Linked DNA regions of Mus musculus: all the other regions are linked to region 4. A link is a contact called in public promoter capture Hi-C data. All regions are on one chromosome and are shown on one strand. Each heading gives the region's core, a stretch centred on a gene start, on an enhancer-like site or on the middle of the called end of the contact. The rest is flanking DNA. Distances are from core to core; before and after follow the strand shown. Region 1 holds the start of Ttc25 (tetratricopeptide repeat domain 25). Region 2 holds the start of Cnp (2',3'-cyclic nucleotide 3' phosphodiesterase). Region 3 holds the start of Tbkbp1 (TBK1 binding protein 1). Region 4 holds the start of Rapgefl1 (Rap guanine nucleotide exchange factor (GEF)-like 1). Region 5 overlaps Klhl11 (kelch-like 11). Region 6 holds the start of Acly (ATP citrate lyase). Region 7 holds the start of Kpnb1 (karyopherin (importin) beta 1).

The links. Promoter capture Hi-C pulls out the DNA fragments that hold promoters and counts their contacts.
Region 1: a promoter capture Hi-C map of pre-B cells shows a contact between it and region 4, with 5 times the contacts expected there. The contact joins the promoter of Ttc25 here to the promoter of Rapgefl1 in region 4. A contact is called at or near these places in 6 of 39 promoter capture datasets (the 3T3-L1 cell line, cranial neural crest, hippocampal neurons and 2 more).
Region 2: a contact with region 4 is called in a promoter capture Hi-C map of hippocampal neurons, with 12 times the contacts expected there. The contact joins the promoter of Cnp here to the promoter of Rapgefl1 in region 4. A contact is called at or near these places in 4 of 39 promoter capture datasets (the C10 cell line, cranial neural crest, hippocampal neurons and 1 more).
Region 3: a promoter capture Hi-C map of liver shows a contact between it and region 4, with 5 times the contacts expected there. The contact joins the promoter of Tbkbp1 here to the promoter of Rapgefl1 in region 4. A contact is called at or near these places in 2 of 39 promoter capture datasets (liver and pre-B cells).
Region 5: a promoter capture Hi-C map of hippocampal neurons shows a contact between it and region 4, with 7 times the contacts expected there. The contact joins the enhancer-like site here to the promoter of Rapgefl1 in region 4. A contact is called at or near these places in 8 of 39 promoter capture datasets (cranial neural crest, embryonic stem cells, hematopoietic stem and progenitor cells and 5 more).
Region 6: a promoter capture Hi-C map of second pharyngeal arch cranial neural crest shows a contact between it and region 4, with 7 times the contacts expected there. The contact joins the promoter of Acly here to the promoter of Rapgefl1 in region 4. A contact is called at or near these places in 4 of 39 promoter capture datasets (cranial neural crest, hippocampal neurons, pre-B cells and 1 more).
Region 7: a promoter capture Hi-C map of pre-B cells shows a contact between it and region 4, with 9 times the contacts expected there. The contact joins the promoter of Kpnb1 here to the promoter of Rapgefl1 in region 4. A contact is called at or near these places in 2 of 39 promoter capture datasets (liver and pre-B cells).

What each region holds. Positions count from the first base shown.
Region 1 is chr11:100,543,799-100,547,490 of GRCm38.p6, forward strand. Ttc25 (tetratricopeptide repeat domain 25) reads left to right here and starts at 1,810. Exons shown (of 12, transcript NM_028918.3): 1 at 1,810-2,110. The coding sequence starts at 2,003.
Region 2 is chr11:100,573,545-100,577,137 of GRCm38.p6, forward strand. Cnp (2',3'-cyclic nucleotide 3' phosphodiesterase) reads left to right here and starts at 1,395. Exons shown (of 4, transcript NM_009923.2): 1 at 1,395-1,524; 2 at 2,692-3,361. The coding sequence starts at 1,522.
Region 3 is chr11:97,148,023-97,151,683 of GRCm38.p6, forward strand. It overlaps Tbkbp1 (TBK1 binding protein 1), which reads right to left and starts at 2,053. Exons shown (of 10, transcript NM_001372531.1): 1 at 1,969-2,053; 2 at 1,340-1,593; 3 at 923-1,045; 4 at 607-711. The coding sequence starts at 1,564.
Region 4 is chr11:98,835,039-98,838,569 of GRCm38.p6, forward strand. Rapgefl1 (Rap guanine nucleotide exchange factor (GEF)-like 1) reads left to right here and starts at 1,747. Exons shown (of 15, transcript NM_001080925.1): 1 at 1,747-2,635. The coding sequence starts at 2,116.
Region 5 is chr11:100,461,568-100,465,182 of GRCm38.p6, forward strand. Klhl11 (kelch-like 11) reads right to left here. Exons shown (of 2, transcript NM_172565.2): 2 at 1,045-2,878. The coding sequence ends at 1,297. Among named protein-coding and RNA genes, the nearest start is that of Klhl11, 9.4 kb to the right of the region's middle. Within about 2 kb of position 1,309, at least 10 of the 459 cell types and tissues checked have an H3K27ac peak or open chromatin away from gene starts, as enhancers often do. A contact at or near this core is called in hippocampal neurons, where this site is marked.
Region 6 is chr11:100,525,797-100,529,804 of GRCm38.p6, forward strand. Acly (ATP citrate lyase) reads right to left here and starts at 2,204. Exons shown (of 28, transcript NM_134037.3): 1 at 1,999-2,204.
Region 7 is chr11:97,186,306-97,190,011 of GRCm38.p6, forward strand. Kpnb1 (karyopherin (importin) beta 1) reads right to left here and starts at 1,587. Exons shown (of 22, transcript NM_008379.3): 1 at 1,241-1,587; 2 at 1,084-1,142. The coding sequence starts at 1,280.

The DNA of each region.
Region 1 (3,692 bases), core at 560-3,059, 1.7 Mb after region 4:
AAACTACAACAGGGCTGGAGAGATGGCTCAGCAGATAAGAGCACTGACTGCTCTTCCGAAGGTCCTGAGTTCAAATCCCAGCAACCACATGGTGGCTCACAACCATCTGTAATGAGATCTGATGCCCTCTTCTGGTGTGTCTGAAGACAGCTATAGTGTACTTAAAATACATAAAATAAATAAATCTTAAAAAATAACTACAATAGTCGGGCATTGGTGGCATTTGTCTTTAATCCCAGCACTTGGGAGACAGAGGCAGGCAGATTTCTGAGTTGGAGATCAGCCTGGTCTACAGAGTGAGTTCCAGGACAGCCAGGGCTACACAGAGAAACCCTGTCTCGAAAAACAAAACAAAACAAAACAAAAGAACAACAACATCAACAACCAACAAGGGTATTGGCACTAATGAAAGTCTCTGACTTTACCACATTTTCCCAAGTAATCAGTTATGGTGGCTTGAGACAGAGACTCCCCTGTTACTTGGGCTGGCCTTCACCTCACTATGTAACTGAGGCTGCCTTGAACTTGTGGCAATCCTGCTTCAGTCTCTCAAGTGCTAGAATTACAGATGTTGTGCTCATTTGTGTTTATACATTTGCCAGTAAGGACATCTTTTTTAGAGACTGAAAACGGTTTGCTTTGCTCCTACTGTGTGCTGGATTCTGTTCCTAATACATGCCCATTAAGCTGGATCCTGTTTCTGTTTTTGTGTTTGAAACTCGCTGTGTAGCCAGGGCTGGCCTGGAACTTGTTATGGAGACCAGAAAGCCTGTATCTCACAACCAACCTCCTACCTCTGTCTCTGGAGTAAGAAAATTAAAGACCCAGGCCACCAAGCCTGGCTCAGCTGAATTCTGGAAAGACAGTTTAAGACAAGATTCTGGGCTGGAGAGATGGCTCAGGGATTAAGAGCACTGGTGCTCTTGCAGAAGACCCAGGTTTAACTCCTAGCACCCAAGTGGTGGCTCAAAATCATGTATAACTCCAAGACTGTTTTAAAAAACCAATATAGTTGAGGCAGTTAACTGAGCTAGCTATCTAAGATATTATGGGTACTTAGAGGTACTGCTGTGTCTGTGTGGTGTGTGTGTGTGTGTGTGTGTGTGTGAACATGTGTGTGCTTGTGCACATGTGAATGTAGATGCCAGGGGACACTTCAGGAATGCATGTCTTTCTGTCTCTCCAGGGCTGGCTAATACAAGATGGTGCCATCACACTGGGCTGTACCAGGGTTGGGGGAACTGAAACAGAGAGCTGCATGCTTAGCATGCGCTTTACCAACTGAGTTATCCCCACAGCCATTACTCCTGAATGGCTGCAGAATTATGTCAGGCTAGACCTTAGTTTAGACTTGCTATTAGCAAGTGTTCCATAACTATGTGACATTGAAAGCTAAACCCATCACACTTTCCATTGCATTCTCATGCAAATCCTCACGTCCCTGAGGGCTCTATTATTTTCCTGTTCATTTGGCAGGTAGAACGCGTACTTTTCAGTTCCCTAATGTGCTTGGTCAAGGATCACGCAGCTAAGAAGTGACAAGAGAGAAGGCTGCCCAAGCCCTCTGACTCCGGTTCCAAAATTCTCTCTCCTTCCTAATGGGACCTGGAGTGCTTAAGCCTTAATCCTACTTGGAATTTTGCCTCCAATTCTCATTTTCTTGGCTTGCTTTGTCTGCGAGGCTTTCCACGTGGCAACTGGAGGGGAGAAGCAACCTACAAGCAAACAGCGATCACTCTGGAGCGCCAGCGTCCTGCAGCCGCCGGCCACGCGCTCAGCACTTGTCTGACCGGTGTGCGCAGCGTGGCGACACAGGCGCATGAGCACGCTGGGCGGGCTCACCCGGAGGCCTAACACCGCCAGGGGAGGGGAGGGGAGGGACCGGAAGTTAGACTATCTCTCTAGGTTGCTAAGAGACCGGGCTGTCCCAAAACAAGCCGGCGATTCTCCAGCCTCTTTTCCTTTCTGAATCTGCTTCAGAATTTCCAAAAGTAGGGTGACCATGTCGGACGGTGATATCTTAAGAAGCACTTTTCCCTCTTACATGGCAGAGGGGGAGAGGCTTTATCTGTGCGGGGAGTTCACTAAGGCCATTCAAAGCTTTACCAACGTGAGTTGCGCTTTGATCCTATTACTGTGTTGCCTTCCTCTTTTCCCCTCCTCCCTTTCCCTCTCTTCCTCCTCCCCTTCTTCTTTCCCTTCCCCTTCCTTCTCCTCTCCCCTCTTCTTTTTTTCTCTTCTTTCCTCTCTCAACCTCCTCCCCGCCTCCGCTCCTCTTTTGAGATAGACACTTGTTCTGTAGACCAGGGTGGTCTCGAACTACCCCTACTTCCTGAGAGATGACTTCCAATGTGCACCCTCATTCCCAACTTATGATTTGAAAGGAAGGTGCCCTCCTTATGTCCTCTGGAGGCCAACTCCCTATCTTGCAGTTGGCCTCTGGAATGATGGAACCCCAGCTTGCTACCTGGACCCACCACCATTGTGTTGTTGATGAAAGATTTGTGTGTATGTATACCACATGCATGCCTGGTACTTTTGGAAGCCAGAAGAGGGAACTGGATCCCTTGGAACTGGAGTTACAGGCAGTTATGTAGCACCAAATGGGTGCTGGGATCCAGATCTGGGTCCTCTACAGGAATAGTAAGTGCTGTTAACCAATAAATCAACACGATACCACCCCCCACCACACACACACACACACTTCACCACTTAAAGAAAAATATTTGTATGTGATGGGTGTTTTGCCAGCATGCATGGACCACATGCATACTTCCCTCTTAGAGTGTGGAAATGGACTGAGGGGTGTGAGCTGCCATGTAGGTGCTGGGACTTGAACCTGGGTCCTCTGGAAGAGCAGGCAGTCAGTCAGTTAGTGTTCTTAGCTGCTAAAAAATCTCCAGTCCCACCCAATTACCATTTTTTTTTCATCACCAGCAGCCCTGAGGTCCATTTTGTGGATATCATACTCCTGGTTCCCATGATATGCCACTGTCACACATAAACCCTGACTTTTGCCATTTTCTCTTATAGTTTCTCACTAATGCCTGCCAGTTGGAGACATAATGTGACCAATCATTAAATGTTTCATGATTACCTTTCTCTTGATAAATTCAGTCTCCCATCCTTAGCCACAGATTGCCCAAGAAGCTAAATGTAGAAGTCTTTGGCACAGGCTTGCCTGTAAGAAAGTTGTCGGTGAAGTTAGGGCGTACTGTAGTAACCTTATTGAAAATTACACCATTGTACCCTACAGGGATTGGGAGTCGTTTTAGGATATTAGACTCACTGCTCTAAGCAGTGTGTGTCCGTCTAGGATGTCGGGGAGCGGAAGGGGTTACTATTGTTTTCTTTGTATATATGAGGAAGTGAATATAAAAGTTAGGTAACATGCCCAAGGTCACTGCACTGAACTAGCTGGAGTAGTGGAGGAAGGATCCTGTGAGCCAAGCATTCAGACTCCAGTTGCCTGGGGTGCCAACCTCCAGACTGCAAGGTGTTCTGATAACCTTTTCCTTTGCAGGGCTGGAGACAGTGCTTAGCTGGGTAGAGTGTTTGCCTTGTGTGCATGAAGCCCTGGTTTGATCCTGCTTTTGAGTGTGTTGTCCCACACTTTCAGTCCCAGCAGCTGGCAGGTAGAGAGAGAGAAGGAACAGAGATTTAAGATCATCTATGGCTACTTAGCAAGGTCA
Region 2 (3,593 bases), core at 145-2,644, 1.7 Mb after region 4:
AGAACAAGTCGAGGGAGTTGGTTTTCTATCATTCATGGCCTAGAAGTTCAACTCAGGGTAACGTGGCCATGTTAACAAAGCTATATCTCAACTGCTCCTGAGAAATTATATATAATTATATATCCGTTTGTTTTGTTTTGTTTTGTTGAGACAGGGTGTCTCTCTGTAGGCCTGGCTGTCCTGGAACTCACTCTGCAGATCAGGCTGGCCTGGAACTCACTGAGATCTGCTTGCCTCTGCCTCCCAAGTGCTGGGATTAAAGAAAAAAGTGAAAGTGAACAATGTCACCACGTCCTCGAAGCTAGGATGCACTTGCCTAGCTTGCAGGAACCCCAGCATCTTAAACAGCTGACATGTTCTTGTATGTATGAATTTCCAGCAAGAGGATAAGAAGTTCAAGGTCACCCTTTGTTACATAGAGAGTTTGAACTTAGCCTGGGTTACATGAGATTCATCTTTAAAACAAACCTTTTTTGGGGGATATCCAGCAAAGAAGACTGCTTAGACCCAAGCGGAAGCCAATAGAAAGTCTTTATTAGCCAGCCCCTCAGCCCCTTCACTAGACTTTTTTTTTTTTTTTTTTTTTTTTCCTGAGACAGGGTTTCTCTGTGTAGACCTGGCTGTCCTGGAACTCACCCTGTAGACCAGGCTGGCCTTGAACTCAGAAATCCACCTGCCTCTGCCTTCCAAGTGCTGGGATTAAAGGTGTGTGCCACCACCACCCAGCACTTTTCTCAGGGTAGGCTTTTAATCATAAAAACCACATCCTGTGTTGACACACCTAAGTCAGAAGCAGACTATAGGAGCCAAAAATCAAGGTTAGGACATTTAGGGCCTTTCCCAGAATTATGGACTTTGATGAATTAGGTCTTTGTTTTTGTTTTAGGAGGCGGTGATGCCTATCGGCCTGGTTTCGTGGCCTGAATGGTACTTCCTTCACATGTCAGTTGTGATAAGGTCTATGAGCCTGTTTCAAAATTTTAAACTATCTGACTGCACCCATTTCATCCCAGCCTGCCTGGGAACCCAGGAAAGGCAACTGCCTCCTGTTTTAAGAGTTCATCTCTCTCCTGGTGATGTCTTTAATCCAAGCACTTGGGAGGCAGAGGCAGGCAGATCTCTGTACCAGGCCAGCCTGATCTACATGGTGAGTTCCAGGACAGTCAGGGCTACATAGTGAGTTCCTGTCTCAGAGAAGGGAAAAAGTTAAACTTTAACTTTTAAGGAACAAAGAGGTGGCGTGGCGGACTCTTTCTTGGCATTGAGAGTCCAGGTGTGCTTTTACTTTCTGCCAAGGCTCAGACCGCTGCTTCCTGGCACTCAGGTTTCCATTCCCCGGGGGCGCGTGCGCAGAGGCTCGGGCTGACCCCGCCCTGTCCGCGCGCCCCGCCCCCAGGCTATGAAAGGGACCCTGCGTGGGGGGGCCCCGGACACCCGGAGACGCCCGTGTCCCTCACGCAGGCGGGCGGCCCCGGAGACATAGTACCCGCAAAGGCGGTGACGGCGGTGCGCCCACTCATCATGGTGAGCGCAGCGCGTGCGTGGGGGCCGGGGCGGGAGAGAGGCTAACTGAAAGCGAGATTCTTGGGGATGCATGGGCAGAAGTAGTTTGCAAATGAGGACACCAGGTTCCGGAGTTGAAGTTGCCTCTGGGTCCTCCAAGGCAGCCCTAAGGCAAGGGGCGCGAGCGGGGATATTTTGGGGGAGTCTTAGTGTCTTTGGAGAAGGAAATATCGCCGCAGGGAAGTGAAAGTCGATGCTCCTTGGCGACACCAGCTGGCAAATGGGTCTGGGTAGCACCAGAGAGTGCAGGGCTGTTGTGGAGCCCGCGCTGGGAGTGGGTTCCTGCACAAGGCTATAGAGAAGCCAGAAGCCAGCTAAATTCTCAGGGGCGGAAGCCGTTGTAGATGACAACTGAAACCGCTATGTCTTGTTTTTGTCAGAGAGGTGCTGCTAACACACAGCAGAATAGGGGGCACAGATCTCTGAATACAGGTGCCCTGTGCCCTAATCCTACAGATTGGGGGAGGGGGCGCACTGAGAGAGCAGAGGAGGAGGTGGTTGTGAATATGCCCTTTGTCCAGTGCCCTCCTGCCCTGCCCCCCACCAGCCCTCTGTGGGACCATTGTCCCCCTATACCCAGACAAGAGAGTATTATCTGTTGGTGCCATTGTTGGGTGGAGGGAGGCGGTCTTTGGGTCACCCTCCCCTGCCCTCACCCTCCTCTGCACACTCAAGAGAGCCAAGGCAGCTGTGGCTTTGCCCATACATAGAGCCCCAGGCCTCCAAACAGGACATCCTTAAGAGGTGCCAAGAATATATAAGTTAGGGCTGACAGGGAGCCACAGGCACTTGCTGCCCTTGCGTGCCCTGTCACCAAGGTGTTCTGAGGGGGAGCAGAGAGTGATCCTTGGAGCCAGAGACTAAGAGGTTAGGTAGCTTCAGAAAGATTCCCTCTACCTTACAACCCAGCTGTTGAAGATACTGAAGGATCTACTGCGAGGAAGAAAATCCACCATTCCCCTCCGGGGAAAGCATCCACCATTCAAGGGTGCTTTAAGTTAGGCTTGGGGATTCCTCAACTGACAAGCGGTCCCCCTCTGGGAGAACTCGGCCAGAGACTAGGGTGTGGTGCTTGCGGGCTGGCTTTGAGGAGCCGGGGCTGACATCTCCTCCTCCCTTCTTACACAGAACACAAGCTTTACCCGCAAAAGCCACACATTCCTGCCCAAGCTCTTCTTCAGGAAAATGTCATCCTCAGGAGCAAAGGAGAAGCCAGAGCTGCAGTTCCCTTTCCTTCAAGATGAGGACACGGTGGCTACCCTCCACGAGTGCAAGACGCTATTCATCCTGCGCGGCCTGCCGGGCAGCGGCAAGTCCACACTGGCTCGGCTCATCCTGGAGAAGTACCACGACGGCACCAAGATGGTGTCCGCTGATGCTTACAAGATCATCCCTGGCTCTCGGGCAGACTTCTCCGAGGCGTACAAGCGTCTAGACGAGGACCTGGCTGGCTACTGCCGCCGGGACATCAGGGTTCTTGTGCTTGATGATACCAACCACGAGCGGGAGCGGCTGGATCAGCTTTTTGAAATGGCAGACCAGTATCAGTACCAGGTGGTGCTGGTGGAGCCCAAGACAGCGTGGCGACTAGACTGTGCCCAGCTCAAGGAGAAGAACCAATGGCAGCTGTCGGCCGATGACCTGAAGAAGCTGAAGCCCGGGCTGGAGAAGGACTTTCTGCCACTCTACTTTGGCTGGTTCCTGACCAAAAAGAGTTCTGAGACCCTCCGAAAAGCTGGCCAGGTCTTTCTGGAGGAGCTGGGGAATCACAAGGCCTTCAAGAAAGAGCTTCGACACTGTAGGTGGATGTGGGGTGGGAGCAGGGCAGCTAAAGCCTTGTACTGTTTGCCTGTGATGGAGAGCCAGGCAGCGCAGCTGCTGAGCTCAAAGGATGGGGTTGACGGGTGGAGGGTACAGGTAGCAGCTTCTAGGACTGGCCAGAAGCAAGGCGTCAGTGGAGAAGGGCATGCCCATAGCTCCTTTCTTGCCTTCCTCTTCCCCCCCCAGCACCAGGATATCCTCCCCGTTTG
Region 3 (3,661 bases), core at 803-3,302, 1.7 Mb before region 4:
ACCAAGCAAACGTTCCTGACTATAAAAGGAAAACCGTTTTACACAAATGTCCCGTTGCCGTCACAGCAGCTTAGTGAGATGGCTTACCGTTTTTCTCTGCTTTTCAGATGAGGGGTGAGAGCTAAATAACTTGATCAAGGTCACAGCACAGGAGTTGGCAGAGACCTTATCTCCTGATACTGCCACCTGCCCACACACAAACGGCCACATGGCAACTCTCATCACGCTTGTGCTGGGACTATGGAGAGCTCTGGCACCTCTCTTGTCACTTATACCCTCTCCCAGACACTATACTATACTATAGGTACAGGGTTGATGCAGTGTGAGAGCCAAATACACACACACACACACACACACACACACACACACAGCATCCTAGCCCAAGGTACAGAGTCACCCATGACCCGGATGATACTGTCTCATTCACACGGCAAAGCAGGCATTCACAGACAGGGACGAGTGGATACAGGGAGTGTGCACGCAGCAGAGTGTGTGTGACACACAGGCAGCACACACTCATCGGGTTGGAATGCACGTAGAGAATCACATCACGTCAGATACCTCACACACACACACACACACACACACCCGCTCTCTGGGCCTCACCATCTCCCCCAGCTCTGTCTCCAAGTCGCTTTTCTCCACGCACAGTTTCTCGTAAGCCTGGATCATCTCCCCGAGCTGCTCCTCCTGCTCCTTACTCTTCTGCAACTGGGTAGGCCCGGAGAGGTGTGCCAGGGTCAGGACCAGCCTTGACAGGGAGCAGAGGGGGCTCCCAACCTCCCCAACCCTATTCCCAATAGAAACAGGAAGCGCTGAAGCTGATTTAGGGAAGGCGGGGGCAGGGCGGGGTTGAGGGCAAAGTGAGGGAAGCAGGAGGCTAAGGGAGTGGGGTTGGCTGGGAAGCGAAGCAAGGGCTTACCTCGTGTTGGAATTGGTTGAGTCGTTGCTGCAGACTGACCTTCTCCACCTCCAGCAGGGAGCCATCCTTGAGTTCATACAGAGGGAAGCCATGCTCCTCTCCAAAATCAGTGATCAGCGGATACTGTGGGAGGGTCGTCCTCTGAGAAGCCTGGCTTCCCATCCCAGGACCGCTCTGTCCCCCAACCCCACTGCCAGCTTCACAGGCGCCTCTCCCCGCCCCCTCCAATGGGACCCACCACTCCAAAGCTGGGCTCCTCCTCCACCCCTGAGATTGGCTGCAGGAGCAGAGCTCCTCATCCCCAAGGCAGCCACTTCTTCAGGGACCAGGCAGCCTCCAGTGCTGGCCACCTCTTGGGACCCTCCTGCCCTTGCAGGCAACTACAAGCTCAGCTCGCCATCACATCTAGGTTCTGACCTTGATCTCATAGACTTTGAGGCGACGGCGGAGGGTGGCATTCTCCCTCTCCAGGCCTCCTAGCCTTTCCTTGATGTCTCCGTAGGCTGTGATGAGGGCAAAGTGGGAGGCAGAACACATGTCCCCTCCCAGGGACGGGTCTCCAGGACCATCCAGCCACACCTCACTGGGCCCCAAGGCCTCTTGGGTCAGGATGCTGATGTCATCTTCAAACATGGACTCCATGGTAAGGGCTTCAGCCCACCCTGGGCCTCCTGAGAGTGCAGGAACAGAGTAAAGAGGACCACCTGCTCTTTGTTCCCAACTCTTCCATGCTGGTCTGAGGAACCTGTGGTAGCTGGGGAGCTTCAGCCAAGAGACAGATCTCACAACTAACTCTCTCTCTCTCTTCTCTCTCAAGTTTCTGCCCTATCCCCTGCTGTGACTGCTTATAGAAGGAAATGGAACCAGATAGACGTCATGAGTGGAGTGGGGGACAACTGATAAACAGGACCAAGGATCAGGGGCAGGGAGGAGAGACCTGTGGACAGATGGGAGGGAGGGCTGCTGTCCCAGCATTGGCACAGCCCAGAACCTGCCTAGACTACTCGGCTTGGTCTCCTCCCCAGACCTCCCTTTTCCCCAAGTACCTCGACAGCCGCCAAGATTCCCATCCCAGGCCTCTGTCGCCTGCTCCTAAGGAAGGCTAGTCCCGCTAGGCAGCCTGGCCTCTGTGGCCCCCGCCCAACTTCCTCCCGCAGGATCCCAGAGTTCAGGAAAAGGAAGTGCCTCCCCAAGTGCGCCGGGGCTGTGGCAACCGTCCAGGCGCAGACCTACAGGAAGTCCTTGGCTGAGTGTCAGAGGCAGCAAACTGGGCAAGGGGGCCTAGGAGAACCGAGACCATTAAGGGAGACTCCAGCTTGTCCTATTGTGCCTGCACTCAGGGAAATGGGGAGCCCTGGGAGGGGGGCAGGAATGACTCAGGGCTCCCAAAACGAGTAGGCAGCGAGGGGGTGCGTGTGTACATCTCCGGGCCCTTGTTTATGAATGTGTGGCTGTGGCTGCCATGTGGGGGGGAGTGTGTGTCTGTGAATGAGTGTAGGTGTGCCGCCGTCAATGAGTGCTTTTGCGGGGCGGAGGACCGGGGTCAGCGCGGAGTTCGGGAGTGACCAGAGGTTGTGTATGTGTGTGTGTGTACGTGTGTGTGCGCGCGCGCGCGTGTGAGCACGCGTGCGTGAGCGTGTGGGTAGGGTGGGCACGTTCGGGCCGAGTGTCACGTGAGGCACTATGGGAATGTCCGAGGTGTGTGCGCGCGCTGGAGCGTGTGTGCGCTCCGGCGAGGGGGCTCGGTCCGAAGGCGCGAGTTCCGACAGTGCAGGCCTCGGGTCCCCCATCCCCCAGCCTCGGCTAAGTGCCGGAGCGACAGACGCGTGTGACAGGTCTGAGTAAGGAGCGTGTGCGCGTGTTTGAAGGGCTGGCCCCACCTTTAACCCTCTCTTGCCCACGCCACCCCTCCCCCTACTCTGCCGACCAGAGCTCACTACACACCCCACCCCCATCCCTGCCCACGATCTCCGGCCATCACCCCCACTCTCGAGGACTCCGTGTCCCCACACACCCCGGCCGTGCGACCCGAGCTGCCTTCCTCCGCATCCTGGGGCCGCGCGCCGAGCGCCCGCGCAGGCTACTGGGGAGGGGGCGCCCGTCCCCGCCTGGCCCCTCCGGCGGCCCCTTTAAGAGCGGCTCTTTAAACCCCCTCGGGCTCGGCGGACAGAAACTGTCGCCCCTCCCCTCTGTGGGGCCGAGACCGCGCAGCCCCCTCCCCCACCGCGGCCGGGCTCCGGGCGGGCTACTGAGCGGCAGCCGCCCCGCAGGCCGGAGGCTGCGGGCAGCGGCGCAGGACCCTTCCCCACTCTGCTCCCGGGCGCAGCGCCCGCCCACCCGCGCCCGGGCCCCGGCCTCCCGCGCCCCAAGCCGCCCCGGCCCGCCGCGCCCCTCCCCCTCCCCCAGCCCGGGCCCCGGCCCGCACTCACGGCTGCCGCGGGCTCCTGCTCGCAGTCGCAGCGCACCCCTCCGCCGGCTCCCTCCCCTGACGGGCCCCAGCGCCCCCACCCCCTGGCACCGCGCGCCGCTCCGCGCCCTGCCGCCGCCGCCGGGTCTCTCCCCACCCCCTCCCCTCCCCTCCCGGCCCCCTCCCTCCCGCTCGCCCGCCCCGCTCCTCCTCCGCCGCCGCCGCCGCCGTCTCCTCCGCCTCCTCCTCCCCGGCTGCTCCGGGTCTCTCCAGCTGGACCGGCGCCCGGGACCCCGCGGTTGCCACCACCACGTGGCGAGGGGCGGCGGCCC
Region 4 (3,531 bases), core at 497-2,996:
GGTGACTCAAAACATCAAGGATTTGCAATTGCCAGATCTTCTTACAGCTGCAGTTGACCTAGAGCAGTGATTTCCAACACTGGCTGTTTGAATCACCTGGGGAGCTTTCTAAACTAACAGAGACCTTGGGCCTGCCACAGGATCCCATAATGGATCTAGGGTGTGACCTGGACATCAGCAATTCCAAAAAGCTCCCATGCGGTTTCAGTGTGTAGCCAGAACGGAAGCCACTGCTGCTCCAGGAGGACCACAAATTAATGCTTCCTTTGCTTCTGATTCAAGGTCTTGAATGTAGTGACTGCCACTTTCTGTAACTGGAAGGGTCTAGAGTCCGATTCCCCAAGCATTTAGTTTCTAGAAGTCTCTCGGTCCCTTTTTATTTCCAGCTCCCACACCCTTCACACTCCCCAATTTTTCACCCTTCCTAACCGACAATCCCAAATCCTGCCCAGAGAAGAGGTTACCAAGGCAACCGGCTTAATCTGGTAACTGTGGCATGTGCAGAAGAGAAGCCCTCCCCTCTTCTTGGTTCCTAAAAGGTTACCTGGGGAGCTCTAAGCCACTCTGGCCAGTTCCTACTTCCAACCTTAAGAGAGGCCGAGTGTCCAATTAAGGCTGTCCAGGAAACCAATGCTCAGATCCAGCTTCATAGCAAAATCGGAGCTTTTTTTTTTCTTTTTCTTTTTCTTTTTCTTTTTTTTTTTTTTTTTGTTCCCTCTCCAAATCCCCAGATGGGTGTGCAGAGCTTTATTTCTGTGAACACATGCTCTAGCACACATGGAACTGAGTTTGCACCGACAGCAACACAAGTGTAGTACACACCCTGTCAGTTTCACCACTCCCAGCTCTTAGCATTCCTGTCCATCCATGCCTTGCTGAGGCACAGTAAACAGGGGTGGGACTTTGCCCAAGGAACACCAGCCCACCAGGAACCCGGTGCCACTCCTTCACCATGTATACCAAGCCTGGATGTGTTCACACTGTCTCTACAGCCCCATCCTAGTGGAGTGTACCCTGGGAGACAGAATGCTCTGGCGTAGCCACCAGGAGTAAGGGCAATATTTCTCCCATTCTATGGCTATATACACTAATGTGCTAGGTGATGGATGATAGTTGGCAGTTTGGGGACTTACACATCTCTTCAGTCTTGCTTCCCTTCGCTACCACCTGGGCTAAGATGCCCTTGTGCTTTTGGTCGTCTCTTTCAGTCTACTATCTCTTTTCACCCCAATTAGACCTGCCACAACCTGCTGGCCTCTGCCTGGCTCTTTCCTACTTGCCAGTACTTGCCTTACAGGGCGGCCCTGCACCACCCCCTAAACCCTATCAGAAAGGAATATGGGTACCGCCCCCAGTGCCAATACCAGTTTACCCAAGACGCCGTCCCAGCCCTTCTCAACAGGTGGAAGATAATGACCAAATAAAATTGTGGGAAAGATGCAAAGAGTTCAGCAGTCTTTATAAGCCTCACCTGTGCACAGGTAGGCGTGCCAAGGTCAAACATATGCCCTGGTTATTTGAAATGCTCAAAAGAGACCCGGTAATCAAGAGCCAGGAGTCCTCTGCTTTGGTAGATCTCTCCCTCGCCTTTGCCCTTCTGCGACTGTCAGAAACCCAAGTCCTAATTTTCCTCGCGGTCAGCGCCAGAGCCCAAGTTCAAGCCTCGCGCGGCCGGGCGGGGGCGGGCCTAAGCAGGGTAGGGGCGGGGACTGGAGGAGGGGGCGCGGTCTCAATTCTGCCACCTTCCCCGGGGCCAGGAGCGCAGCCGCCGCCGCGTCCTCAGCCTTGCGCTCCGCCCGCTGCCTCTGTCGCCTCAGCCCGGCCCCGGAGCGCTGAGACGGGGACACCAGCCCCTCAGCCTGCCAACCCTTCGGCCGCAGCCGGCATGGGGGGCCGCTGAGAGCGAGCTCCTCTTCCCTCTGGCACCTCCCCCGGCCACTGGCCACTGGACTCTGGCCAGCGAGGCTCGGCCACCTCTCGCTCGCAGTCCGACGCCTGGCACGGCCCTCGGCTCTGCTCCCCCGGCTCTGAGCATCGTGTCCCCGCCTCCCCCCGCCCGCGCCTGGGACACCTGGGTCCCCCGGCGGCCCCTAAGAGAGGGGCGGGGGGGGGGGCATGAAGCCACTGGAGAAATTTTTGAAGAAGCAGACGTCTCAGCTGGCGGGGCGAGCGGTGACTGGAGGTCCCGGCGGGGGTCCGGGTTGCTGCGGAGGGCCTGGAGGGGGTGGGGGCCCTGGTGGGGGCGGCGGTCCGGCCGGGGGACTGCGGCCACTGCAGCGGCGTCAGAGCGTGTCTCGCCTGCTGCTCCCAGCTTTCCTCCGAGAGCCCCCAACCGAGCCCGGGCTGGAGCCGCCCGTTGAGGAGGAAGGGGGAGAGCCATTAGGGGTCTCTGAGGAGCCGGGCAGTGGGGGGCCCTGTTGGCTGCAGCTAGAGGAGGTTCCCGGGCCTGGGCCGATAGGATCTGGGGTGCCCCTGCGCTCTCCTTCCTCGTACTCCTCAGATGAGCTATCCCCCGGCGAACCCCTGGCTTCACCACCCTGGGCCCCCCTGGGCGCCCCCGAGCGGCCAGAGCATCTTCTGAACCGGGTTCTGGAGCGCCTGGCTGGAGGGACCACCAGGGACAGCAGCGCCTCAGGTAAGCCTGCTCATCCATCCCAGAGCAAGAGAGCACGGGGTTGGGGGTGGGAGGTGAGGGATTGGCCCGGGGGATGCTCCCTGATTGTTTTTTCTTGTCCTCAGTGTTGGTGTAGAGGATGAGGGGAAGCCCGAAGTAATGTAGGGGAAGGGGCATGGTAATGCGCACCCACCTTCCTCCCCACATTAGCTTCATTCTAGGGGAAGAAGGGAAACCATCTCTCTCCTTCAACTACCCTCCCTCTCTCTCGGCTATTTAAGCCAGTCTCCCACGAGCCCTTGATACTGCCTACCTCCTCCCACGCCCCTAAATTAGGGCCTGACACCCTAAGGTGGACGCTTTCCCGCTGAGGTTGTACGCTGCCCTCCAGACCATAGCTGAGGCCTGAAAACCGCTGACAGGAGTCCCTGGCTGTGTAGGAGCGCCTCACTTGGTGGGGCCATGTGGATAGTCACAGAACTCGGCTGCTTTTATTGGGGATGAATTCGAAGGTCTCTAAGGGAAGATACCAGGAGACTGCAGCATCCAGAAGGCTTTGGGCCTCCGTAGCACCCACCCTTCCCATGCCATGCCTCAGCAGAGGGCCTTTTTTAAAAAAATAATAACCACACCCTGAGAAGCCTGAGATGATGCCATTTCACCCACTATGAGAATGCCAGCACCCTATTAAAGGGCTTCTGAGGAACGTAGGCCCCCACATCGCTAGTTGGAATAGATGTAGAGATATCAGGGTCTTTAGATCTAACTAGGCACTCCACTAAACCCAGAAGGGGCTTAGGGTTGAGAGACCAAGCTTGAGACCCTAAAGAGGAGGGTGTTAGGAGTTACCCTTCCTTCTCTGCAAGGCATTCTGGCTCTAGGAGTGGAGTGTCACCCTCTACTCCATTTTTGTCCTG
Region 5 (3,615 bases), core at 59-2,558, 1.6 Mb after region 4:
CTTGGTCCTTGGAAGCTTGTCCCTCAGGATCTATATATGGCCAAAGCCTGATCTACCTAGTGAGTTCCAGGCCAACCAAGGCTACATAGTGAGACCATGTCTCAAAAAAAAAAAAAAAAAAAAAAAAAAGACTTTAGGGAATGCAATAAAAATATGTACATACTAAAAACCTTTTCTGCAAGATGACATTGAATTGATTATGTAACATTTTGATAGTTTCCTGTTAAATGTGGTATGTCAAAGCCTTAAAATTTTAAAAGCCAAAACTATGTACTCAGATTTGATATTCTAGGCTCTAAGTTCCAGTAGAAGTCTAGGGCAACTAGGTAAAATATAACAATCAGGGGCCAGAAATAACATGGCTTCTCTTAGCGGTATTTTCTAAACGGTTACTTCCTTGCCATTTGAAAGCTTTACTTGTAGAAAGAAATGATGAAGAGTCTATATAATATTCAGCGGAGCAAAAAACAAACTGAAGGCATCCTGTGTTGATTGTCACGGCACACTGCATCCTCATCAACACAACCATTCAAAGTGTTTCAAATGTTTGTTCATTTGCTTTCTCAGCTACACTGAGCACTTCTCTTCACCTGTGTAACTCCCTCTTTAGACAACTAGACAACCAGGTAAACATTAATACCTTCCCAACTATCATCTCAGGATGATGGCTTCAAGTCTATAAACAGCTGTGAAAGAAACCAAACAAACCAGAGGACGTGCCACTCACAAACTTCTCATTGTCACCCTTTCCAATGAACAAAACCAGCATTTGCAGATACAGCAAAGCATCAGGGCTCCATTCTGAGATCATCCTTGCTGAAACATTGTGCTTTACCTTCAGATCCAGTTTCACTATTGCACACGTCTCTCCTACAGATGAGAGCTTAACGCATAAATTGGTATCACTGAAAACAAACAATCCATAAAAAACTTAAAGGAGCATCAAAGTAAATGTGCAAATAACACTGGTGCTTAGAGCCCCACGTAAGTCCCTAAGACAAAGGAGTTAGTGGTTGGCAGAAAAAAGGCCAAGTAACTAGACCTGCTTTCCCCCACTTCTCTTTAATAAGATCTTATTTACCAGCACACAAACACAAACCAAAGTCAGGACTGCAACCTAACAAAAATTACCACATTGAACTGAGTTTCTATTTGTTTTTTAACTATACTTCTTGTATATAGGGTAATAAGTCCAAGTAGAAAATAAGTCATTGACATACTTTTCCAAGTAACAGTCCAGGCATCCCCGCCTCACAGAACAGGGAGAACAGTTTTCAGCTGCAAACGCTGGTGAGCTCAGCATTCAATCTGGGAACTTGGCACTCTCCGCATGTTCAGGGCGTGCCGATGTATCTCTTGCATCTGTCGGATGCGGTCCTTCTGCCACATTAAATTTTGAGGCATGGGGTATCTCTGTGTGCCATGTAAGTACCGGTAAGGGATCCTGACATGGCAAGCAGTGGCCCTGCAGCGGGGCTGAGGCATTGGAGGAAGGAGCATCCACCTCTTTCTCTCAGCACAGTATCGGTAGGCCTCTTTCCTGTACTGTTTGTCAATATCATCACTGTTTTTCCAGCCTCCAATAATGAAGACATCATCTCTGTAATAGCAAATGGCTGCTCCTTCGATGCTTAGGACTTCTGGAGGCAAGCTTTCAAGGATCTCATCAGACACCTGACCGGCAATTTTTCTTACTGCTTCTTCATTTTCTAAGGAGTAACTCTTGGGACAGCATGATGCTGTCTGATAAAAGTTTGAATTGACCACAGACATCTGGAAAAAACAGTAATTGTCAATAAGCGGTAAAGATTCCACATCTTGCCACTGTCGAGTCTCTGTATCATAGCAAGTAATTACAGCCTTCAGTCCATCCTCAGTGTCCCGGTCCACGGGCGTGCGGGCAGCAATGTACACAAACCGGTCCTCAATGGCTAATGCTTTGACATCTCGCAGAATCTTTGGTGCTGACTCTAAGTTGTGCCATTTATCAAGCTCGGGATTGTAAACAGTCACGTCTTTAAAGCCAGGGCTAAAATTGCCGTGTCCTCCAATGCTATACAGCTTCCCTTTGACTTCTGTTAGCCCAAAAGAGTGCTTTCTGGTCATCAGACTACAAACATGTTCCCATGTATTCAGGTTTGGGTTGTATCTTTCCACAGTTTTAGCAAACCCTGGTTCCATGGAGCCAGCAACATACACGTAGGACTCTGTAATTGCGACGGCATGTCCATCAAGGTGGTTATGAATGTGGGGCAGATTGACCCACCTATCCTCATCAACAAAATATCCCACACATTCACTTAAGTAGTCTCCTCCTTCCGACACTCCTCCGATAACCATGATTACGTCCATGTTTTGTCCATAGCGAGGTAACAGTGAGACTTGTGAAGTGGGCTGCTGCAATGTGCCAGACTGTATATTCTCTGCTCTGAGCGCATGCCTCTCCACTGCTTCTGCCACCAGCTTGACACAAACTTCATTATTGGCCACTAGCCGCTCTGGTTTGACATGCCGTGTAAGGTAGGTGGGTTTCATCTGGGACAATCTGAGCAATTTAAAAAGCTCTTCAAAGTATCTCTCTCTCTCTTCTGCATTTCTCTGAACCCACTTCAAAACTGTTTCAAAAAGAACCTCTTCAGAATCCACAGTGATTTCCAAGTCCGAAAGCCAGTCCCGAATGAGATGGAAAGGTAAAGTGTAAAATTCCTCATCCTGAATGACTTTATAGAAATTTCTCCGTATCATATCTGCAGCTTTCAGAGCAAGCTGGCTCAGGGTATACATGTGGGCTAAGCTATGAATGGCCACACAATTCGAGAGATGAAGTTTTTTCTTGAGAAATTCTCCACAGAATTCTTTTAAACGAATTAATAAGAATCTAGAATCAAGAAAAAAGAGAAAAGATTGATTTTGGAATATATATGTTATATAGTTGTATGTGTACCTGAATTATACAAATTAAAATGGTAGGATTAATCTTATAAACACAAGCCTGGAAAAAGACTACCCTCCCTCTGCAAATTAGCAAACAGTATGCGGGAAAGTATTTTTAGGAGGGAGGGTTTGAAATAGGTCTCTCTATGCAGATGGCTCAGTGGGTAAAGGCACTTGCCAGAAAAAGCCTAGAGATTTTACATCCCTAGGACCCATGTTGAGGTGGAAGAGAAACTCATGTCACAAAATTCTCCTCTTACCTCCAGATGTGCACTGTGGTACCCTATATATCATAGACACACAGTAATACATTTACAGGCATGCGCCTCTCATGCTAATACTCAGGAGACTGAGACAGCAGAATCACAGGGTAAGGGCCTACCTGGGAAACTTAGTGAGACCCTTTTCAAAATTTTAGAAAATGAGAAAAGGGAGCTGGAAGGATAGCTTAGTGGTAGTTCTAATGATCTTTTTTATGTTTTTAAGACAGGGTCTCACTAACTCTGGCTGTCATGGAACACAGATCCATCTTTCTTTCTCTGCCTCCTGAGTGCTGGAATTAAAAACATGTGCCACTATGCCTGGATTCTACTGTCTATATATGGGTATTTTGTCTGCAACTATGTCTGTGTACCACATACATGGCTGGTACCCTTGGAAGCCAGAAGATGGTATTTGAGG
Region 6 (4,008 bases), core at 954-3,453, 1.7 Mb after region 4:
GTCTCAGATCACCATGAGGTGGGTGAAGGGGTGTCTCTGGTCAGGAGGAAAAAAAAAAAAATAGGGAGATGATACAGGAACGGTTTGCCAGTTTACCAAAACAAGATGTGCCACCAGAGCACTGCGGCTTGGCTGGAAAGGCTGAGACAAAGGACTCTTAGACTAACTGGTGGAAGGGCCTGGTCTCTCAGCAGGGCAGCTCATACATCCTGGGAGGCCCCAGGAGAGATCAATCAAAACTTCACTCATCAATTCCCTGCTCTCAACAGCAATGGATCGGTGAGGTTCTTTCAGAATCTAAAAAGCCTGAAAACCGTGAGGGAAGTAAGTATGCGCTTACTCAAACATGTGAAAACTTCCGTTATTAGGAACAATGTGACAAAAGTACATCAGAATCTGGGATTGGAGGACACCCCCCTCCCACACACACACACCCCAAAGCCTTTCTCAGCGGCTGATCACGCTGTCAAATTCGTGATGGATGGTTTCACAGCAGAGCTGAGCGCCCACTCCCCCAACAAACTGTTACCTGTTAACAATAACCTGCAAACTCTTAGTGGGAACCATGCCCAAGGTTCCAACACGCACACGCACCTATACACTTAGATATATGGACACACACACTCACATTCTCTCTGTCTTTGTCTGTCTCTATCTCTCTCCAAGAAAGGGATCTTTTGAATTGAATGGGCTATTTTCTACAGTGACTGCCTGAGGACTGAATTCACTCACTGAGGCCCCAGGAGCAGCCCAGAGGGAAGGGTGAATGAATGAAGCCTGCTTTTAAAGAAGACTCCTCTGGGACCCACTGAGGAGGGTCGACAAAACACTCTCACTTTAAGGGCTGGGGAGGGGGAGGGGATGACAAGCAAGCAATCCCCTATAGCAAAGGAACGGACAGAACTCTTCCGAGTATTCCCTGCTACAGCAGACAGTGTCTAAATAGAGATTAAAAACAGCAGCTACTCTGTCTTCAAGGCCTCCTTTTACTGCCCCCCCCCCCCGCAGAGGGGAGCGTTTAAGCAGCTTTCTAAGAGGTGGAAATGATCTTTCCAGGACAGTTATCTCTCGATAGTAAAGAAACCCGACATGCTGAGCAAAGTTAAAGCGGGGACAGACAGGGTTGGCTGGCAGACTAAAGTGCCTTATGCTGTCCTTTCCAAAATTATGTCAGGAGGGATCCCTCATAGCAGAATTTCAAGACTGAAGAAAGCAGCAAGCTTTGGGGACCAGACCTCTGCCAGGCCTGACAGGAGGTAGAGGTAGGTAGCATCCTTTGCACACACGCGCGCCCGCGCACATACACACACCCTAGGTGCTTGTCTCATCCAGACTCCTGAGCACTCCGACCATCTGTTGTTTGGGGGCTACACCAGTAGGGAGCTCCTTAGCAGGGAGAGCCCATCCAGCGCCGTCGCTCCGGAGCCAAGTCCTCGCAGCAAGGCCTCAGGCACTCTGAAGCAGCACGACCCCGCGTGGCCAGGGCCCGCTCCCTACACTTCGACATAGAGCTTAAGGGATTCACCACAGAACTAACAGGACAGGCCTGCTTGAGTCCGGCTTGCGAGCGGCCGGCGTGGAGAGAGTAGCCACCGCCATCTCTACTACCCGCCCCGGCATCCGGTGGGGAACCCGAATGGGGCCCAAAAAAGTGTCCCAAAAAAAGCCCGACTAGACTCGAGAGCTGGCCCTGGGTGGAGCTGAGAAGAAGCAGGACGCGCAAAGGCAATCCGGAGGAGGGAGAAGTAAGGTCGGTGGCAAGCAATGTGCAAACTCCCAGGAACTAGAATAGGATTGGGAGGGTGTAGACATGCGGCCCGCGGCTGGGGAGAAGACTACTATAAAGCTTAGACCCGCACAAAACTTCCGAGCAGGTGCAGGGAGCGCGCGGGAGCGCCCAGCCAGGGAGCCCGGAGGTGGTTCCGGGTTGGGGGAGGGAAGCAGGAAGCTTAGTGGGTACTGGGGGGTCGCACCCGCGCCTACGACTGCCGTACTCACCTCTTCGAGAAAGCCTGAGTGTGGCTCTCTGTCCGTAAGCACCAGCTCACCCCAACTCTTCGGATCGCTCCAGCCGCCTGCAGCAGCCGGGGATCCGGCTTTTGTTCCGGCCCAAGTGGGCTCCTCCCCGCCCCCCATCAGCTCACAGGCTAAGCAGCCCGGCGATTGGGCACACGCGTTCCCTAGCCTGAGCTCTAGGCTCCTCCCCATTCGCTGCTGTGGTGGCCCCGCCCTCAGGCCTGACCTGGGGCTGATGGGACTTGTAGTCCCGGACGTGGGCGGGGCCGTGGGCGGGGCCTAGGATGGGGAGATGGGCCGGGCGGCTCTAGGAGGAGAACCTACGAGGCTGGGGGCTGTGGCCTGATCGTTTCAGGGGCTGGGCCGGCCAGCCGCCGGGTTGGGTAGCTGAGGGAGGGGGTTGTTGGCCCAAAAGGCTATAGCACTTCTCCCTGGACCTGGCGTCCTCTTCCTCCCTCCCAGGAGAGCAACTGACGTTCTTATCCCAGGCTCTTGTAAGCCGCCACACCAAACCCAGTGCGTTAGACCTGCTTTTGAAAAGCTACGTCTGCTTTCCTTTCACACGTGTCGCCTCTCCGCTCCTGGAACCCTCCCCAGGGAATTTACCAGAGCCAGTCTACACGACCACGCTACACAATCAGACTGTCCGACCTAGGACATAGATTGGAGGAAGGGGTAAACTAGTGAGGCCAGAAGGACGCCAGTCCCAACGCGAGTCCTCTTACAGGCTCACCTGAGCGCGGATCTGGGCGGAGCTGATCATTTATCTGAGATTAAAACTTAGGACTGGGGCCATCCCTGCCCAACCTCTTGCTCCCTCCCCCAACCTCAAACTAAGACACCGAAAGCAATGAACAACCTCCTCTTTTCTGTTACTTGCGAAAGATAGAACATATTTTCCAAACCCAAAACTGGAGCGCCCAGTCTAACAGGTACCCGAGAACTTCTGGGGCAGAATAGATAAATCATAAGGTCCTGGAAATCAGGAATTCACTGCTTCCCTGGAGTGGAAGCCTCTCTTGCTTGTCCCCTAGTCCCAGTATGTCTTCCCAGATGGACCCAGAAACTAACAATTTTCCAGCTCTAGGAAGGAGGCCAGAATCATCCTTTAATCAGCTCAGGTGATGCGTCAGCCCAGGGTGCAGAGAATCTGCATGGCTGTGCCCCTGGCAAAAAACCCTGGGTCAAAAGCTCCCTGCAACAATGTTGCAACACTCTCCTGGGCAAACACTTTCCCAAGGCCCCCCACTCCCAGGCCCTTTTCGGCCAGTCTTTGGATGGCTGAACTTGTAACACCCATTCTTGACCAGCGTGTGCTCCTTTTTTTGTTTGTTTGGGTTTTTTTTTTGTTGTTGTTGTTTTGTTTTTTACGAGACAGGGTTTCTCTGTGTAGCCCTGGCTGTCCTGGAACTCATTTTGTAGACCAGGCTGGCCTCGAACTCAGAAATCCGCCTGCCTCTGCCTCCTGATTAAAGGCGTGCCACCACTCCTGGCTAGCGTGTGCTCCTTGATGACGTCTTTTTTTTTTTTTTTTCTTGGTCCCTTCCCTAATACTCATTCTTTAGAAATAACAGTTTAGAGTGCCCCTTGCTCCTGCAGTTGAGGGAGAGGCCTAGAACCTACCCAAATCTCTGTGAGTGATCACTTCTCCCCAAGTAAATAAATATCGTCTCTGAAGTTGCTCAAATTCAGGCCCTGGAGGACAGCAATTCAGAGTTTTTATTAAAGTCTGTTTGTTTTCTGTTTGAGACAGAGTAACATGTAGCCCAGGTTGTTCTTAAACTTGTTGTTTAAATAGAGAACAACCTTGAATGTCTATCCTCCTCCTGTCTCAGCTTCCCAAACGCTGGAATAAGTCGTGGACCCTTGGGACTAGCTAGTCTTCACCAGCTAACCAAAAGACTGTAGTTAATGTGAATTACCTGTGGGGTGTCCTAGAAAAATGACTAAGCAGGTAAATGACTTGCTATGAAAAGATGATGCGAGTTCCAT
Region 7 (3,706 bases), core at 337-2,836, 1.6 Mb before region 4:
AGCAAAACCAAGAATATACTATGAGCAGAATTCTCAGTCTACACTAAAAAGGAAATGCTTGGAAAGGTGTGAGATAAAAAAACCTTAACACAAGTCGCTTACCTCTCCACCAAAAGTGGTCAGTACAAATCAGATATGTCGCTGTATGGATGTTACTATTTTGCAAAGCTCTCACAAAGGACATTGGGTTACAATGTTTTTTTTCACTTTTTAAAACTTCCTACCTTTAAAGAGACTTTCCATATCATCCACGCTTCCCTCCCCTTCCCCCAAAAAGGAGAGGAGAAACATTCTGGCAATAGGCTGCTTCAATAATCCCACATTTTCCTATACAAAAGTCAGTCACTTTTTCTTTTCTCAAATGTACTTCTTAAATCCGAAAGTATGAAAAACGGGGTTACATTTGTGATTTATCAGAGAATAGGCTCAATCTCAGAAATGAGCCTCAGCCTGAGATCCTTAAAGATGAGTTCTCTGAAAACCTAAGTCCAAACAGAACATTCGTGCACTTAGACCAGGAATGGGATAATAATGGGCAAGAAAAAGAAAAAAATTGTGGCAATGGGTCCAGAGGTGGTCGGGTGCCAGGCGTGGCCATGAGCACAGACCAAGGGAGCTGGGGAAGGGTAGGGCTCTGGGAAGTAGTTGCATACTGCCTCAAAACCAGGGGACAGGAAGGAGAGGCCGGCCGCAGCCAGTACAAGGCAGGCGGCAGGGCGCAGAGCTTCCACATGGCCCCTAGGCCCGGCTCCCCAACCCCCACCCTTGCTGAACACGCAGCGCCATGCAACCTAACTTCCCTTCCCTCCCTCTTTCTCCCTCCCGCAGCACCGCCGCCCTCAGGCCGCGTGGCGATTGGACGGCGATCACCCCGGCGCGCCTCGCTATTGGCCAGACGCGGGGCTCGGGGCGGGACACACCCACCGGCTTCCCGATGGCGGGGTTAGGTTGGGCCGGGCGGGGGGGTAGGGGGACGAGCTGGGGCGGGGTGGGTTCCTGAGGCCTGGGCCTCCAGGAGGGCGGGAAGGGCCGCACGCAGGGATGGGGACGCGGCGGGATGGGGCGCGGCGGGGCGGCACGCACCAGATTCTCCACGGCCGCACGCTCGAGGAACTTCTGCGCCGCTTCCAGCTCCAGCCGATCTGCCGGGAGAGATGGGGGGAGAGGCAGCGGGGTCAGAGGGGCCACCCCCTCCCCCACCCCGGTCACCTCGGCCCGACCCCCCGGCCCCGAGTCCTACCCGGAGACACGGTCTTCTCGAGGATGGTTATGAGCTCCATGGCGGAGGTGACGGCGGCGGGGACTCCTCGCAAGACGGCGGCCCGGCCTGTCGGGCGGCGGCTCCGACTGGGGATGGGGGTTGGGGGTCGGGTGGGAAGGGAGGGTGGGGTGGGGGGTGGGGGTCACCACAAGCCCATTCACCGGCTGCCTCTGGCCAGGCGCTCCGGCTCCCCTTCCTCCCCGCTCTCCTTCCTTCCTTCCGCCCTCCTAATGTGCTAGGCGGCAGCAGCTGCTCCTCTGGCGGCGGGGGAGGGACCCCGGGGGCAGCTCGGAGCGCGGCTGCTGCTCGGGCGGCGGAGGGAGAAAGGAAGGGCGGCAGTGAGTGAGTGAGAGGCGGATCGCAGGGAGGGAGAGAGATCGAGGGAGGGAGGCGGAGGGATATCCTTGCCGGACCTCTCCGCGGCGGCACCGCGCTGCCCAGCGATTGGCTACGGCCGGGGCCACGCGGAACCCCCGATTGGCCGGACGGCTAGCGTTGAAGGGCCGCCACGCGCCCATTGGCCTGCGGGCTTCAAGGTCCGGTTGGCTGGGCGGGCAGCGGGATGGGGCGTGCTTATTGGTCGAGGGGAGGGGCTCTGGGGTGGGGCAGGTAAGAGCGCGCCGCTGATTGGGCTGGCCCGGTAAAGGCCTTCGGGCTCAGCCCGGCTGTGCGCGGGGAGAAGGGTGGGCGGAAGGTAAAGGCTCCAGGCGCGTCGGATTGGCTGGGATCCTGGACGTTGATAGGACGGGGCGCCGGGAGAACTGAAGCGAGGAGTTCGGGGTCGCCGCCGCGCGGAAAGGCGGGAGGCGCCCAGGCTCTTAGGAGTCTGGCGCGGAGCACGACGGGACGCCTCCGGGGTGGGGCGGAGCTGCGCGCGAGTGGCTCGGACTGCGCGCTACGGAGAGCCGTCACTCGCCGCGGTGTACGGAAAGCGAGCCTTTCGCGGGCCTCGGAGGGGGCGGGGACGGGAACCGTTAAAGTCCTGCGCCGCGCCCACAGGAAGCTGCCTTCATGGTGAGGTCGGCTTGCTGCCGCGCTCTGTGCGGAACCGGACCATGAGAACCACGTGGTTCACCTTCCAACGTGCGGATTTGCAAACTGAAGCCCAGAGAGAGAGTGGAGCCTGTCCAAGGTCACACAGCCCATTCCAGACTCGAGCAGAGCTGGCTTCAGGCGCCCCTAATTGCCCTTGGAGACCCCGTCGGGGCCCTGGACTGTTAACAAAGTTTCGCGGAGGCGCGTCCTTAGACCACTTAGCAGTTCCCATAAAGCTTTGATGTCCAGACTTCGTTTACAAGATCTGTGTAGTATTATATAAAGAACGTGTGCATTGACGAGCTGTAGCGACACACCTGCCATCTCAGTATCCCGAAGCCTGAACTACAGTCTGAGATCTTGTTTCAAAAACAAAAAACAAATACAACAAACAAGATAAAAATACGTTGCATATAGTTGCTTAACATTCCCCTCCCCTCATTTGGATACCCAGCTGCAAGTCATGGGGGGATTAGGAGCATATGGGTCAAAATAGCATGTAAATTGTATTGTTTTTAAGGTGTAAAGAAATTGCCCTACACTAGCCACACTTTGGAAACTTGGGATTTAGTGTTCTCTGAAACACTTAAAGTCATAGCCTCGTGGGGTTTTTTAATTGTGTGTATTTTCTGCCTGTAATGTATGTTTCCAATGGCTTCATGTATAGATATGTTCTGAATACTTCCACATCTTATCCTGATTTTAAGAAAGATTTTTTTGTTTACTATGCAAGCATAATTTTTGTTTGGCTGTGATTTGTTGGTTGGGTTGGGTTGCCCCCCTCCCCCCACGGTGGGGGGGGGCGGAGCCAGGTGGTTTCTCTGTATAGCCCTGGCTGTCCTGGAACTCATTCTGTAGATTAGGCTGGCCTTGAACTCAGAGACCCACCTGCTTCTGCCTTCAGAGTGCTGGGATTAAAGGCATGGGCCACCAAGATTGCCCAGGAAATGAGTTCTATTGTAATGTATTCATTAGAATGTAATTCGATTTTTCTTTTTTGTGAGTTTATTCTGTTCTGCCTCTTTCAGACAGGATCTCTAGCCTAGAACTCAATATGTATCTCAGACTGGCTTCAATATTTCTGTAGCCTCCCTTCCTTGGAGTCCTGAGTGCTGGAATTACCCATGGTGCTCTCTCTCCACTGTAAGCATGTGCACACACCTACATGCAGAAGCATGCTGGTCCTGTGCCTCCGTAACTCTGATTCTCAAGACAAAAGGCAGACTTAATGCTATAGAAACTTGAAGTTTTGCAACAAGGAATGTAGGCCCGGCTGGAGAGATGGCTCAGCGGATAAGAGCACTGACTGCTTTTCCGAAGGTCCTGAGTTCAAATATCAGCAACCACATGGTGGCTCACAACCATCCGTAAAGAGATCTGACGCCCTCTTCTGGAGTGTCTGAAGACAGC